Linked DNA regions of Mus musculus: region 1 is linked to region 2. A link is a contact called in public promoter capture Hi-C data. All regions are on one chromosome and are shown on one strand. The core of a region is the stretch at or near the end of the contact, and the rest is flanking DNA. Distances in the headings are between cores, read along the strand shown.

Region 1 (5,012 bases), core at 53-2,552, 2.2 Mb after region 2:
CTTTCTGGGTCAGCCTTTAATCAAAGGGTTTGTGATGGAGGGATCAGGGGCTGAGGTCCAGGGTTCTCTTCAAGACTGTGACACCAGTTATTGCTTTTCCCTGTTCTAGTCAGACCTAAGATTCTGCTACCCCCCACCTGCCCACAGTGCCTCAGTCTGGGAATCAAACTCGTTAAACCTTTATGAAACCTTCAAAAGTATGGGCTAAAATAAACCCTTTTCTTTGTATAAGTTGATTTTGTTACAATAAATGAAAGCATATCAACATGGAGTTCAAGGTTCATGGATGGCTATTCCTGGTGACGCCTCCCTCCTACTGTCTTTCTATGTCTCACCTGCATGCACACAGGGAGAATGAGCTGGCAGGGTCTCTTCCTGAGAGGACTCCAGTCGCATTGTGACTGCACCCTGTGACTTCACTTGTTCATTGCTACCTCTTACATAAGCTGGATTGACAAATGCAATCACTTTGGGAGCTTGGAATTCAGCACTATATTTTGACAATGTAAGCCATCCAGTCTGTAAATTCTCCTAACATGTGGAACACTGTCATCTGTTTTTGTTTTGTTTTTCATTTGCTGGGGACAGAATCCAGGAACTGGGCTTGCATCTCCCCGGGCCTTGCCCTGTCATACTTTTTTTGTGTTGTATTCTTCAAAACTACTGTCTTACAGGTCTTGCACATCCGGTTTCTGCAGGTGCAGTTGGCAGCTTAGAATCCAGCCAGGGCTCAGGATTCTTGAATCAGCCAAGAGCCATAAGTGGGGGCACGGGATAGATTGTAGGAGCTGGTGTCCACTGAGGCTCACCACTGCTGGCTGAGTCTTCCAAGGCTGTATCTTGATAAGAGTGAGAGGATCACACATGTTGAAGGACAGAAGAACTTTCATGACACATACACAAGTGTTCAAAGGTGAAATATTCAGAAATGTCAGATTGAAAACTGAACAGGCAAATGTGTATCCTAAGGGAAGCTGGCCCTTGCAGTGTGCTACTGGAGGCTACTCCGTCGCCCAGCCCCGCCCCCGCCCGTGGCCCCGCCCGTGACCCCGCCCTACTCATGGTCCTGTTCCGGGGTCTAGCTTCTTCTTTCTTGGCCCCACCCCAAGCGGCACCGCCTCTGAGGCGTGTCATTGGGTCCTTCGGCACCCAGGGAGCATCCCTGCACACCCCACTGCTCGATCAGAGAGCTGTCCTGACTAAAAGGCTTTAAAAATTGGGTTTTTCAAGCGCCACCTCTGTGGATTGGCCCCGCCCACAACACTCGCCCAGCAACCCTCCCCTCCTGTGGCCCCGCCCCTCTGTCTGGACGCCTAGGCAGGGCGGGGCTGGCCCGCCTGCTGCCCTTCTCGCTTCCTCCCGCCGCAGGCCTCCACAGTGTCCAGCGCGCGCCTGGCCGCCTCGCTTTCGCCGCCGGCCGGGAGAGGACCGGTAAGCGCGGGCAGGAGCTGGACTGGGAGCCGGGGAAGCCAAGGGAAAGCGGAGCGTCAATGGCCCTCGGGATGGGGCGTGGGGCACAGGATCTGTCTTAGGCACACTGGGCGGGTCAGTTTGTGGCATCCTCGCTCCAAAGGTCTGCAGGGACCCGCCCCGCTGATCTCTCTCCCTCTGCCTGTGATGAACCCCAGAGCGCCTGACTCTAGGGGTTATGGTTAACTCCTTCAGCACCCCGAGATCATCCTTGACCACCCTAAGGCAGGCTCAGCGAGCTGTCCCTGCGCTCCAGGTTGTCAAGCTAGAGGTTGTTCAGACTTGAGAAGATCCCTCAGTCTACCAGATCCTTTCTATAAATCTTTTAAAACTCAGGTTTTCAAACTGCTTCTTCGCCACGGAGACCACTTAGAGACGCAGCCATTCCAACCTGACCCAGATATCTAGATGAGCTTGCTCTGCTTCCTGACGCTGGCTGGCCTCATGCTGGTACTATGGTAGCTTAAGAACCACGACTGTAAAGTAGTACAGAAGAGCCTGGAGTCAGGCCAAGTGCCCTGTAAGGAAAATATACTATAGAAGGGTATAGTGATCTCCCCTTATTGCAGGGAGTTACAAACATGTTCCCAAAGAGTGTCTGAATCCTGGAATGATATCCAGACATATAGATTGTTTTCCTAATATACATACCTATGGTAGAGCTTAACTTGTGAACTAGACACAGTAAAAGATGAACACCCCTAAGGTAGGGCAGGTGTAATCATATACTGTGATACAATTGTCACCATCACTATACTTGTGCCATTATTAAGTAGACTAAGCGTTGCTTGGCCAACAGCTCAGCCACCCTAACAACTGTTGAGAGGGTGACTAGCTGATGGGCAGCATCTGCAGCATAGATCCCTATGCCGAGGAGTGCTGCATGTTCTAGGAGGGACAGTGTAGTGTTAACTGAATCGGTCCACCATGCTGCTCAGAACTGAGCACAAAACCTACAAATTCTTTATTTCTAGAAATGTTCTCTTAATATTTTTGGTAGTAAGCAAAACCTCTGAAGGTACCCTAGGATAAAGGGTCTTACAGCGCTCCGTTCATACTCTGAGGTGGATGGTATTTTGCTCTCCCAAGGTCACACATCTGCGAAGAGGAGAAACTGGGATTCGAACCCTGAGTTTGGGTTCCCGTACATTCCCACCGGAATGTTCTATAAAGTCAAGAAGATAAAGTGCAGATGTGCTCTCCTTATTCTACATAGTGGGCAGCTAAGAGGCAACCCATCCATCCCAGAAACTCAGCCCACCCGCCTCGTGTTAGAATCTCCCTGTCTCAGTCAAGTGGGCATCAGTTTGTGTGCTGTGCCAGAGGGATGCTTAGTACCTGACTGTTGAGCAGGTGCTCACAGGCCTGTGTTTAAGGCCAATCTCTCCGGGCAGTAGGATGCTTCTGAATGGTAGTGTTTAGTGCCTGAATGAGGCACCAGTGACAGTATTCTCATTAGACACTTGAACATTCCCAGTGAATCTTCAGTCACCTTCATGGAGGTCCCTGCTGATGGGCCAGGATATCCCCGACTGGTGCCGATGTCTGCTGGATGCCGACTGCTAGGCTGAGCCACGCTAGGGACTGACTTGATCCCCATTGCACACCCTGGCCAGGGTGCATGTGCGGTGAGGATTGTGAGGCCAAATGGTCACTGCCGGTAGGCAGGTGTGCAGTCTTTTGTTTGCATGGGCCTTAGGGCCCTCTAGTGGAGAAGCAGAGCACTGCAGCAAGGTTGCTGTTAGCTGCTTCTGCTCACGCTTCATTTTCCCCAGGGGGACCTCCATGCAGTTCATGCCCAACCAAATATTTTCTTCTAGACTTTTAAGAGTTTTAAACTGATGTCTGTCTGTCTGTCTGTCTGACTGTCTGTCTGTCTGTCTGACTGCCTGTCTGTCTGTCTGTCTGCTTGTCACAGTGTACTTGTGGAAGTCAGAGGACAACTTGGATTCAGTCAGTTCTCTCCTTCCACCATGTGGGTCCCAGGGACTGAACTCTGGTTGTCAGGCCTGGTGGCAAGCACCTTCACCTGCTGAGCCATCTCACTGGCTCTAATCTTACCATTTTGTAAATTTCGTTCAGAAGTTTGCCCTGTGAGTATGTTTAAACTTTGATACTCTTGGATTGATCTCTTATTCTTTTTCTATTTCTCTTCCCTGCTCTCTAGGGGTCTGAATCTGTGACTTTTGGATCAAAAGGCTTCCTTTTATACTTTTTTATTTTGTTATTTTTCTTGTTTGGTCCTTCTGACTATTCTCTCTGGCTGTTCACGGTGTCCAAGCTCTTCCCTGCCAGCAGAGGGCGCTCAAACAGAGCAACTCCTCTGCTCCTGTCCCTGAGAACTGGAGGTGTCTGTCCGTAGAGGGGGACTCCTTCAGATTAGTACTGGGTGTGTTGACCGGGTGTGACACCCACCCTGCTGTACTTGGTGGTTGCACCCCACTGATTTGCACAGCTAATGAGACAGGAGCTGTGCACAATGCCCAAATTCTTCAAACGTTTGTGTTTTCACTGGAGACATTTAAGTAAGCACCATGGTAAGGAGTGCCTATCCAGGCGCCCTCCGTATCTGCGGGTTCCTCATCTGTAAAGCCGACTGGTCCCAGAACTGAAAATATTCAGCGGAAACAGCTGTATCTGTTGAATATCCACAGACCCCTGCACTTGCCATATTAGCTGAATAACCCATGGCCATTTCTATAACACAGGCCTGTGTTGGGCAGTGTCACAACTAAAAGGCCTGCCTTGCCCTTATGCAGGTGACATGTTATATAAGGAACTTAAGCACTGGAGGTTCTGATACCTACAGGCATCCTGTACCACCTCAGTGCCACCACACACACCTAGGGAGGGCAGAGAAATTCTTCCCACTCTCCTTATTTTCTGTAATTTCATTATTCTGTGTGTGTGTGTGTGTGTGTGTGTGTGTGTGTGTGTGTGTGTTTCTAGAGTTTTAGGGACTTCACCAAATTCAAGCAGGACAAAATTGCAATCTCTCTGGGCAGTAGTGGTAGACGTTTTCTTATACATGGCTTATTATGGGCTAGGAACTGGGACCCGGGCCATGCAATACAGTGAGGGACTTCTCTGGGTCAGCCTGGCTGGAAAGCTCTGCTTCTCTGTCATGACCTGCTTTCTTTGTATATTTGGAAGCTCATTCGTGACTAACCTTAATCTCAGTACAATTAGCGGTCAGCCAGGAGTGATAGGCTTGTTTGGCCTTGCTTGCTGTGTTGCCTGGATTGATCTTGAATTCCTGGGCTGCATTGGTCACCCCCACATAGCCTCCTGAGTGGCTGGAGTTACAGGTGCTGACCACCAGGCTGTGCTGGTGTGTTTCCTGTGCACCCAGCACAGCTGTGTGACACCGCTCCTCTAGGTACCTAGTTCTTAGAAAATAGGGGCCTCTTTAGTTGATTATCTCTCTTGACCACACACACACACACACACACACACACACACACACACACACACACGCTTAGCAGCCGCGAATACTACCTTCTGCCTGGTGGTCCTGTGGCACTAGGCTGGCTCAGCTTTCC
Region 2 (5,572 bases), core at 1,120-3,619:
AGTGGCTACACAATAAACACGCTTCCAGCAAAGTTTGTCCAAGAAGTGAAATGTTTGAGAAGAGCCATGCCAGAAAGTAACTGCACAGTCACCATTATTCACTAGTGACGTAAGATTGAGAGCAAGGTTCAAAGGGCACGGAGCTAGTAAGGAAAAAAGCTGCGAACCCAATTCTGTACATCTCTAAAACAATGTCTGTCCTTCTGCCCTGGCCTAGATTTTAGATTCTCCTCTTACAGTTGAGCTACATCCAACACTGTTATTATAGGTTCAAAATATAGTAAGCTAAGAAATGCACTGAATACACAGAAGCTCTGGGCCTGCCAGCTCAGCAACCAGAGTTGGGTACACAGAGATTTGCACTCTCGACCTCAGGGCCGACTAGGAGCTGCAGATTGCTGCACTGCTCAGTGTCATGAGAACCAACCATGTGACGAACCAGGAAAGGTCAAAACTCCACTGAACTTGTAACACTTACACACCATCATAAAGATGAAAATTATAGTTATTACAAGTCAGATTCTATATTTTCCAGAAAAAAACTTCATCTTTCTTTCTTTCTTTCTTTTTCTTTGCAATACTGGGGGGGGGGGGGGGAGGCGGGTGGAATCTAGTGCATCCTGCACACTAAGCAGGTACTCCACCACTGAGGGACATGCCAACCCCACTTTCTAGTTTCTACCCTGTAGTGTTCCATCTCCAATTTACACTAGCTTAGAGTACATTTCCTAAAATGTATTTGAACACAACCAGTCAGAATTTAGTGGGAGTTTTCAGTTTAGTTTACTGTGTGGCCCTTGATAGTCTTTAATGAGTGAATCCTGAACTCAATAGATACTGTGCAGGAGAGTAACTCTGGCAGGTAAGCCTCCATTTCCACTTCAGTGAAACAAGGAAACAGTCTTAGGCTGCCTGCAGCACAGAGAAAGGGAGGCCACACAGCTGGAATGACCCACCTGCCCCATATACATGCTTCCAGGCTTACAGCACACTGCTGGAAAGAAACCCAGGGCAAGCGGAGAAGCAGGAAATGGGTCACTGGAGCTACAGCAGGTAGACTCAGCCACACCTCCTTTTGTGCTGGGTGCTTACAAACAGGTTATGGGGTTCTGTTCTTAGATTTAAGTGTAGTTAAATGGGTTTGCAAAAGGAATTTAAAAAGACATAGCAACAGTTTCCTGTAGACGAATGGGAGGGGTCACGCTGAGCAAGGAAGGGAGGTTACAAGACCTTTTATTTATAATGGCCTATTCCTAAGTGGCCTGTAATTAAAGACTAATTAAGTGGTACAGATCCTAGAAGCAGATTTTAGCAGTGCCCATCATGACTGAAAACACGCAGGCCCTTTGCCTTAGCTAGTTCACACATAACTTATCCTGTTACACTAGTGCACATCCCAAAACCTTCTGGGCTAGAGTTATTCACTGCATTATGAATAGCAGCCAACTCTGGGAAAGTCACGAGGGTCAGTCAAGAAAATGTTGGTATAAAAGTACAAAGGAACTTTATGTGTAGATATAGTCTCCAGACAGTGATGGTTTGTGTATAAAGGGGACTGGGGGATGAGATCCTGAGAGAGCCTAGAGCACTTGCCTCTTATCAAGGCACTAGGCTCTACCCACTACCCCAACCGACCACAAGTAGTACAACAGAAGGAAAAAAACAGGATCTTTCATTTCTGCACCTTGTCTGCGTTTCTGTGTATGTTTCCTGAAACCATCCATACACACAGGAAACTGAGAGCAGTGTTTGGGACAGAGAACCAGGAGACCAAAGGACAGGTACGTGGTGACTTTTTTTTTTTTTTTTTTTGAAACTTGTATACACCCTTTTTGCAGGGTTTGTTTCTTTGGATCATTTTTCTAGGAAAGCATCTCGGTGCACGGCAGTGAAGGTGAGAACTGTGTCCGCGTCTGCGGGCTGTGAGTTCGAGACCACAAGCCTTCCGGGCTGGTGGCCAGGCCTAGGCTGTCAGGCCGCCATCCATCCCGCGAGCTCGGACCCCGAGCCCGGCTCCCGCCCCGGCCCGCGCTCACCGCCAATGATGGTCCGGATGAGGGAGGCGTGCCCGGGGCAGTCGACCAGTGTGACCTGCAGCAGCGTGTCGCTAGAACCGGGTTCTGCCCCCGGCAGCGGCACGACAAAACAGGAGAAGCCCAGGTCGAGCGTTATGCCGCGCTCGCGGCTCTGCGGCTGCTTGTCGAAGGCAGCAGTGGAGGCCGTGGTGCTCAGCGCGCGCGCCAGCGCTGTTTTGCCACTGTCGATGTGACCCAGCACGCCCACATTCACATTTACCCGCCGGCCGGCCATCCCGCCGCTGCCTCTCACGCCGTCGCCTGAGCGCCAGCCCCGCGGTCCGCCTGCTAAGCCGCACCCCCCCGCAACCCGCGCTGAGCGCACCGGTTCCGGCACGGAAGCTTCCGCCCTCGGGCGCCCACAGCCCTATGGCAGAGCGCACACAGGGCGGGACAAGAGCCGGCCTGCTACCTGGGTTTGCTGTCATCCGGCTCCCCACGCCACAAAGTCTCGCCAGTCTGAGATTAGGGATTCCTCCTTCCATCCATTCATCCATCCATGCATCCATCCATCCATCTCACCATCTATCCATCCATTCTTCCTTCCCTCCCTCCTTTCATCATTCCACTCACCCAGTCCATCCACACATCCCTTCCTCTATCCCTCCATACACACTCATCCATCCGTCCATTCATTTCTGTCAGCCTTTATTTTTTTGTTTGTTTGTTTGTTTGTTTTTTGTTTTTTTCAAGACAGGGTTTCTCTGTATAGTCTTGGCTGTCCTGGAACTCACTTTGTAGACCAGGCTGGCCTTGAACTCAGAAATCCGCCTGTCTCTGCCTCCCAAGTGCGCCACCACCGCCCGGCTGTCAGCCTTTATTAAGTGCAGACTGTATACACTTTACTGGGATGTGGTGATCGACATTATTTGCTGTGAAAACAGGAGTAAGTAAAACCCAAGACCAGTTGCCAAGCCAGACTATCTGGAAAGGACAGAGATGGGAAGGCGGGGAGCCTAGTGAGGAAGATACCCTCAAGGACTGTCACTAGACGTCCAGTGCAGACTGAGAATTGACCATCAGAAACCTGGAAGCACTGTGAAAAGAGGAAGAGGTCCTCGTTGATTCAGGGGAGGGGAGGTGGGGGTGGGGACGGGACAAAAACCTCACTTTGAAGTCTAGGCTGCCATGAGGAGCTGCAACTTAACTGTTGTGTATGAACTTGAATGTGTCGTGAGTGCTATACCAACCAGCCTCTGTAACCCCCTTCAGGCATTGAAAGGTGCCTAGAACCATGAAAGAGGTCACAAGCCTAAGTGGTTGCTCTGGCAAAGGATAAAAGCCTAGGAAAAGAAGGGACTTGGGGCCTCACAGGGGAGGAATGGCACTGGAGAGCTGAATGGCACTGCTCTCATGTAAAGGGGGTGGGGCTTGCTGGCCCAACATTCCCAGCCTTCCTTTTTCTAGGGCAGGAGGGGTTGCGGTTTGCAAGTGAATTGGTTTACACGGGCTTGTGTGCTAAATGCTTGGGCCCCAGCTGGTGGTCTGTCTTATGAGATGAAGCTTAGCAGAAGGCAGTAGTCGCTTCCTGTCCACCATGAAATGAGTAGTTCAGTCAGGCTGCTCCGTTCTGCTGTCACCAGGACAATATACTGCTGTGCTGCCACAGGCTAGGGGGATCAAGCCCAAGAGACCATGCACTGAAATCTCTAAAACCATGAAGTCAAACTAAAGTCTCTTTCTCTCTTTGTCTGTGTAGCTGTTTCATCACAATGATGCAGCCTAACATAAAGCCTGACTTCAGAGTGCTGACAAATATTTTAGCCTTTGTTGATAAAAAATTCCCTCCTGAGGGGAGTAGCAAATGACATCTACCCACTCTTCCTAAGGTTCCAAGGACAAACCAAAAAGGCAGTACGACAACAATTCTTCTTAGGATTGAGTTTATCCGGCTTACTTATAAACATGGGTGAGAGGTAAGGAGTGTTGACGACCACAGAGCAGCTGCACTGGAAAGTTTTCTCATAGCATAAACTATGGCTTCCCCTCTTTCTTCCTCCTAATCTACACTAACCTATATACTCTACCTCCTCCCTGACGTCCTGAGGCCAACGTACAATTAGGGCTGGATTGAATACCATGGCTAGGAGGAGGGGCCAGACACTCAGGTGAGGATCCAGTGACCCAGCTGAGGTCTTCCTCCTAGGAGGGAATGTCATCGGTCCACAGGCCTGACCATGATGAACTCTGGAACTTTGGCACAGATGGTCTCATGAAGATGGCGGCAGTTTCCAAGCTTAAAGCTCACTGACTCCTACTGGGCAGTTTGCCTCTGGGATGAGCCAGGAATGCATGCTGGCAGGAAGTAGCCCCAAAGGCTCCACAGATCAAGACTCTACACTCTGAGTCCCTGCTGTGGACTGAATTGCATTCTCCAAAGGTTCGTGTGCTGAGGCTTTGATACCCACCCCATATGCATGTGATAGCATTTGGAGATGGGTCCTTAAAACCAAATGGGTCGCAAGAGTGGGTCCTCATATGAATTAGTGCTCCCAAAATTTGTATCTCAATTTTACATCTTCCAAACAGGAAACAAGAAGACACTATCCTCTGTTTGTCTGTTTGTCTGTCTGTCTGTTTGTTTGTTTGTTTGTTTAAAACCCACTGATAAAGCAGCGGGCATCGTTAGGAGGGAACTAGCAGACAGATCACAAGAGTTTTAGAGGACATTCCAGTAACAAAATGTTCTGAATGGGACCTGGCTTCAGTAAACTTCACTGCTCACCTCTGACCGACATAAAATCCTGGCAAGCAGTAAAAACCAAGCATCTTTAACCTAAAAGTCCAAAATACAACAAAATCTGAAGCTTTCTGAGCTCTGACATGATACCACAAGTAGAAAATTCCACACCTGACTTCATGTGACAGGCAAGAGTCAAAATATGAGAACATGAAGCTAGCATGGAAAATGAGCCTGAGGCTCCACACACAAAGGGCTTGGGAAACAATGCACTCCGTGTTCAGACTTCAGTCCCACCTCTGAGTGATCACATTACCTGTGTGCACACATTCTAAAACACGAGGGGGAAAACCTGACATCTCTAATGCTGCCTGCTGGTTCCAGGCATTTCAGGTGAGGTGTATTAAACTTGAAGTGAAAGGAGCTGGGCCTGAGAGCACATGCCTGGGGCCCAGCACCCAAGAGGTGACAGCACATGCCTGGAACCTCAGCACCCAAGAGATGACAGCCTCACAGCCCCAGCACCCAAGAGGTGACAATCACACACCCAAGAGGTGACAGTCCCACAGCCCCAGAACCCAAGAGGGTTCCCAACACCCAAGAGGTGACATCCCCTGCACCCAAGAGGTGACAGCCCCAGCACCCAAGAGGTGACAGCCCTTGCACCCAAGAGATGACAGCACATGCCTGGAACCCCAGCACCCAAGAGGTGACAGCACATGCCTAGAACCCCAGCACACAAGAGGTGACAGCCCCAGCACCCAAGAGGTGACAACCCCTGCACCCAAGAGGTGGCAGCACATGCCTGGAACTCCAG

What was found. Promoter capture Hi-C pulls out the DNA fragments that hold promoters and counts their contacts.
Region 1: a promoter capture Hi-C map of pre-B cells shows a contact between it and region 2, with 5 times the contacts expected there. The contact joins the promoter of Slc41a3 here to the promoter of Eefsec in region 2. A contact is called at or near these places in 4 of 39 promoter capture datasets (hippocampal neurons, liver and pre-B cells).

The regions. Positions count from the first base shown.
Region 1 is chr6:90,603,578-90,608,589 of GRCm38.p6, forward strand. It overlaps Slc41a3 (solute carrier family 41, member 3), which reads left to right and starts at 1,303. Exons shown (of 11, transcript NM_027868.2): 1 at 1,303-1,431.
Region 2 is chr6:88,444,170-88,449,741 of GRCm38.p6, forward strand. Eefsec (eukaryotic elongation factor, selenocysteine-tRNA-specific) reads right to left here and starts at 2,370. Exons shown (of 7, transcript NM_023060.3): 1 at 2,037-2,370. The coding sequence starts at 2,310.